2 separate regions of the Mus musculus genome follow, and region 1 is linked to region 2. A link is a contact called in public Micro-C data. All regions are on one chromosome and are shown on one strand. Each heading gives the region's core, a stretch centred on a gene start, on an enhancer-like site or on the middle of the called end of the contact. The rest is flanking DNA. Distances are from core to core; before and after follow the strand shown. Region 1 holds the start of Ing3 (inhibitor of growth family, member 3). Region 2 has its middle 42 kb from the start of Tspan12.

Region 1 (3,023 bases), core at 449-2,948, 55 kb before region 2:
AAAAAATTGAATGATTGACAATGTTTTAAATTATCCTTTATTCTAAACCTATTTGTAATGGGCATTATACATCCTAATTATCTGTATTAGTTTAAATCCTCAGAAGACTGTCAGTTTTTAAAAAAAAAAAAAAAAAGCAAACAAGCCCCCCAGGCAGCAAGGCTGGAGTTGTCCTAGTCGTCCTGTCCAAGAGTGAACCCAAATCTGTCTGCCACCAAACTCTACTCAATCCCTCTGGAATGTGCTTCGGCAGGTGTTTACTACTGCAACTACCTTAAAGTCAAAGAGAAAAAGCACACCTATTCCAGTCACAGATTTATGAGAGGCTATTGGGCAATGCACCCCAAGAGATGACCCAGAGACTGAGATGAGAAAAGTACAGTCAGGGACAAAAGGTACAGAAATGAGGGGCAGGGGCGGCAGAGGCTCATGAATGAAGAGAACAAGCCCTTAGCAAACTCAAGTTACCTTTGAGCCTCTTCCAGTCTGGCTTTTTCAAAAGAACAAGGTTCATTTTGGAAATAAGTCACATATAAAGCTGCCAAGCACTGACAGAAAAAAAAATCAATGCTAGCAATGCCTGAAAAGCCAAGCACTAGGCAGACAGAAGCAGGAAGATGAGGAGATTAGAGCAAGCCTAGGATTATTATACATATTGAGTGTGAGACCAGCCTGAATGACGTGGTTGTGTTTACAAAACAAGAAACCAGTAGGGAAGCCTATCAAACGTCTACAGTTTTCTAAAGAGCAAGCGGGTGATTTCCTTAAAATCTGATCTCTCTCACTCATTTCTGGCTGAGAAAGTGTCCACGCTGTTCACAGCTCTAAGTGTCTTCCATTAATATGCAACTTGTCAAAGTTCGGCCTTCCGAGTTCACTAGGGTCCCTAGCCTGCCCTTCTATGTCTTTGCTCTGGAGAAATTCGGAATGTAATGAACTTTTAAGTCTGAATGCAGAACTCCAAGTTTCCACATCCAGGCTCGGGTGCAAACCTTCTGAAAATCACGCGAGTTTCCACTGCGGTGCAGTGTCGTCATCTCCATGCAGTACACAAACAACTGTGTTTGCTGTGCCCCGCGTGTTAACGGTACGGTGTGCCCGCCGCCTCCTTGTCACAGCCTGAAAAAAGTAGCGCGGAGGACCCGCCAGGCGATGCCCGAGGGAGGCCGGGGCTGCGCGGGGCCGTGGAGACGCGCCACTTACTCTGCACCTGCAGATCCATCTCGCGCATCTCCGTGAAGCGGTCCCGTAGGTCCATCGGAAGCTGCTCAATCACTGTCAAAGGCACAGTCCGTCAGAGGGCGGGGCCAACGGCGAAGGGACGCGCTGGCGTCACGCGTGTGTGCGTGCGTGCGTGCGTGCGTACGGGAGGGGGGGCGGCTCACAACGAGGCTGCCAGTTACCGTGAGAAAGAAACATCCCCCGCTCCCCCTCCCTCCCGCCATCCCGCCCGCCCGGCCACTCGCGCTCCCGCCCGCCGCCGATCCCGCCCGCCGCGTCGCCGGCGCCGCGCACTCACTTTCCAAATAGTCCTCTAGGTACAACATCGCGGCCCTGACTGTTGCGGGGACGAACGGGTCCAGGGGTTTATTTGTGTCACTCGCTGTCGCCGGAGTTTTGTCCCTTCCAATATGGCGCCTCCGCTAGCAGCACCCGCTCGACTCCGGCAAAGGAAAAAAAAAAAAAAAAAAGCAAAGGAAAAAAAAAAAGGCTCCACTTTGGCGCCTGACGGCGCTTGCCTCACTGCCGCCCGCCGTTGCTATTGGCTGTCTGCAGCGATGACGTCAACCGGCCGGTGCGGATCTCCGCGGTATTCTGGGAAATGTAGTCTTCTTTTTCCCCGAGCGTGGCCATTAGTGAGGGTGTCTCTTGGAGTGGCAACTACAGAAACCACACGCCTGCGCGAAACGGGCACGCCAGAATCCGAAATGCGGTGCCTCTGTTTATTTGTTGATTTCTTACATGGGGGATGACGGGAGTTGTATGCGCCTGCCTGACACAACTAGGAACAACTTTTCACCTGTTCTGGGCGGTGATTCTAAGCCCGCCGTTTGTGAGTCATGGATTTCTGGCTGTGCTAGGCAAATAGCAAAGATTCCAAACGCTAGAATAATCGGCTAAGTTCGGAAAATTCAGGTTGTTTAGAACAGAACTCGCTGCTGGAATTTATCTTCATTATTCACTCCTGATAAATAAATGGGACAAGTGATTGGTGTCCCTGCAACGTTAAGATAATTTATAGTGAGACTGGAGCGAATGTGCATTTCCCAAATTAAAAGACACCCAAAATAGTATTCAGTAGCCAGTTATGTTTTGCGGTGTATCTTGTGTTCATTGTAAAACAACTGTTCAAATGCATCCGCAATAAAGTAAATAAATAGATGAATAAATAACAACCAACCATAAATTATAGTGATTTAATGCATTGCTGGCATATACTAACAATGATTTAAATTTATGTTGGGTAAGTAGCTGGGTTAATGTTTATAGTTCTGGGCAGGCTTTTTTAATAACCCTAGCAAATGTTCACTGGTGGTATAACAAGTGTATCACCGCCCCGTTTCTATCTTAAAAATGCCTTTCATAAAAATTCGTACACTAAATGCTTCTGTGTTTTGGGGAAAATGATCCCTTCTTAGACTATCTGGTGGATTATAACACCACACACCTGTAATCCCCTAAGTGGGAGAATTGAGACAGGAGGATTAGGAGTGTGAGCTTTGGCAACATAGGCAATTAGAAGCCAACCCAGATTATGGAAGACCCTTTCTCATACAAAAGAAAATAAATCAGTATGACACATTTTATTCACTACTCAATATTTTTATGTTACAATTTTATTTACAATGACATACTTGTATTCTCTTTTGTCTTCTTTTAAAGCCATTTTCTTATTACTTGAATGTTAAATATATTTAGTCTACACCTGTTTAATTTAAATTTTGTACTAAAACTATTTATCTGTTTGTGCTCTTTGTTCAAAAGCAGCCACGTTTGTTTACAGTGCCTAATTTCATCTGTGT
Region 2 (2,925 bases), core at 272-2,771:
CAAGCTGTGGTTGAAAACAAAACCCAAAACATATAGGAAAGAGGTTTTGCAAGTCAACCTGGCCCTACCCTGCTGTCATTCCTCTTCAGTATGCATCATGCAGTAAATATACTCAATGGTAATGAACTGAAGGCTCGAAACACTAGATCATTACCAAGCTAAACCTAGGTTATATATGTTTAGTATACAAGTTTTATCAATAACACATTAATATTTCATTTTTTAGTTTACCAGGGGATTTCCAGTTAATTACTTTTAAGGAAGAGATTTTTCAAACCCAGTGGCACACATGTTTCATGACTGATGTGCTTTGGAACATAAAATTTGTCATTTTTTGGCTAAACTCTAATCCCTCAAGAGGTCAGTCCCAAGTTGCATTTGTGGCAGCCCCCTTCATCTCTGCTTGCCGCCAAGTCTTTATCTGAACTCTGACTCCCTGTCCTTTCTTCACTGTTGAGTCTTCAGTGTCTGTTTCTATTGTTTGGTTTATTTTGTTTCACTAATTTTAGCCTGATTATTGTGTCCACAGTTTCAAGAGAGTCATGTAATCACAAAGATCATGGTGTCTCTAATGACCAGAGAGTTCTTAGCAATTGGCAAACCAGGTCATTGGAGATCAGACATTGATTTTTGCATGACCCAATACATTCTGGCCAGATTTCCAAGAGCATGTGACACAAAACATGGTTCAGGCTATTTTATTTAGTATTAAGCGACTGTTTTGAGGGTTGGAGAGATAGCTGAGTCAGCCAAAGTGCTTGTTTCATATGCATGAGTTCTAACCCCAGTACACATGTGGAGAGGCAGGTGTAGTTGTATATGTTTGTAATCACAGCACAGGGAGGTGGAGATAGAGGGATCCCTAAGGCTCTCTGGGTGTTCAATCTGGTCTAATTAGCAAGCTCCAGGCCAAAGAGAAACCTTGTCTCAAAACAAAATAAACAAACAATAACAGCAACAAAAATAACAACAAAAAATGGATCTTAGTTTGTCTTCTGCCCTCTACATGCACATTAATATACATACAGACACAGACACACACACACAGTTACACACAAAAACACATACACACACATACAGTTATACACACACACACACAAACAAACACTTAAAAGGCACTTTCAAGGTATAATTTTCAAAATTATGCTACAGATATGCCATAGTCATTGAACATTTATTTTAGCCAAACCAGGATTAAAGCTATTACTACATATAAACATAAGCAGACAAAAAGTGAAAGGATACATCAATATACCAAATAAATCCCAAACTGGCATGGCTGGAAGACAAATTGTCTTCAGGTTCCCAGCCAAACTAAAGGTTAGAAGAACAGTGGCAGATTCCATATGCTTGAGGCGTATTTCTGAGATCCCATCTGTCATAATTACAGTATGTAATTTGGAATATATTTCATCGCCATCAAGTGGAGCCATGCTGTATTTAAAATGACCAGATAATATCACCACCACCAAGATTCTGGATCCCAGCCAGTTCTCTGGCATTTCAGCCATTCCCAGTGTAACCGAACACCACTGTGAACAGGATGTGGAAGCAGCTGTTGTTGTAGGAGGCAGGGCGGGGTAGCATTTGTATCCAGTGGGCAGAGGACCATATCATAACTGAACAGAGAAGCTAAAGCGTTGGAATCACGCCTTCAGCAAAACAATCTACCTGGAAGTGTACCGGTACAAGCTAAGGCTAACTTGCAAATTTAGTAGCTATTTCTCAGCAAACATTTCTGGGTTTGATGGAACAAGATTAGTTCATTTATTCAGGTATGCACTGTGTCACTTGTCCAATTTTGAACATACCTTTACATGTGATGTGCTTTTCAAGTCATCTTGTAGGTAATTGAAGAAAGAGCAACTCTTTCTTCTAGAAACAAAAATGATAAGGAAAACAAATAAGGGAAAGTTGGGTGATCAGCACACATTGTATGAAAAACATCTATTTTCAATGAGAGAAAGATAAAAGTATTGAAAAGAAAACATAGTCTCAAAAAGAGGCATAAGCGAGCTGAGTCATGAATAAAATTGCTACCCTAGAGTCAGGGAGGAATGGACTGGCATCTGGCATTGGCACCTCTAGGTGCTTAAATCAGAAGGTCTTTTTGAGACGTAATTTATTAAACAATGATAATACATGCGTTTCTTCTCTTCATCGGCTATTGAAATGGTTTCAGTCTTTTTAAATTAATTTTCTCCCTTCTACTGATCTCAGAAAAGCTTCTGACTTATTTGACAGTCTTCCTGATGTATTATTAGTAGGAGGGATGGGACAGGATGTGAACAATTAGAGGGCCAGAGAGAGGTTTAAAAACTAAAACTTGCATAGAAGCCTATTTTACAGGACTTTTGGTAAGGGGCACAGACATGATCTTGTAACAGGAGCTGATGAGAAAGAGGAGATTTTAGATATGATAATAGTTGGTAGGACTTCATTCCAGATTTTAAGTAAAACACATGAAGAACTTAGATGACTTAAAATTATTGCTTAGATTTCTGTGTTCTGGCTGCCTTGTTGATCCCACCCTGGACCCCAGGGACTCTGGCTCTATAAAAATGTTAACTTGTGCCTAATCCTTAACTTGATCCAACAGCTGGGCATGCCTCTTGTTGAGACTACAATGAAGAAAGAGAGCCTAAATAGTGACTTCGATGATAAATAGAGAATAACAGCACAAAAGAAGCTATGACTTGCTTCATTAATCATCATTGACTTTGTCCTTGGTGATAATGGCTTCTTTCCTGCTTTGTACGGTGAATTAAATAGTATAAAAGCCTTAATAGGTTAATTTCTAATTTCAGTTACCCCCCTTTTATTTTTCTCAACCATAAATTTTCTAAGGAATTTTCAGATATGACCTCTGCTGCAGACAGAGAAGTCCTATTGTAGTTTAAATTTGTCATAATTCCTATTTCTTAT

What was found. A called contact is a pair of places that touch in the nucleus more often than the background predicts.
Region 1: a contact with region 2 is called in a Micro-C map of muscle stem cells, with 2.7 times the contacts expected there. The contact joins the promoter of Ing3 here to the enhancer-like site in region 2. A contact is called at or near these places in 4 of 484 Hi-C or Micro-C datasets (the C2C12 cell line, the G1E-ER4 cell line, liver and 1 more), 1 of 115 datasets of contacts at active chromatin or transcription factors (embryonic stem cells) and 2 of 9 other capture datasets (adipose tissue and pancreatic islet).

The regions. Positions count from the first base shown.
Region 1 is chr6:21,948,290-21,951,312 of GRCm38.p6, reverse strand. Ing3 (inhibitor of growth family, member 3) reads right to left here and starts at 1,698. Exons shown (of 12, transcript NM_023626.4): 1 at 1,520-1,698; 2 at 1,204-1,275. The coding sequence starts at 1,547.
Region 2 is chr6:21,893,222-21,896,146 of GRCm38.p6, reverse strand. No RefSeq gene overlaps it. Among named protein-coding and RNA genes, the nearest start is that of Tspan12, 42 kb to the right of the region's middle. Within about 2 kb of position 1,521, at least 28 of the 459 cell types and tissues checked have an H3K27ac peak or open chromatin away from gene starts, as enhancers often do. A contact at or near this core is called in the C2C12 cell line, liver and muscle stem cells, where this site is marked.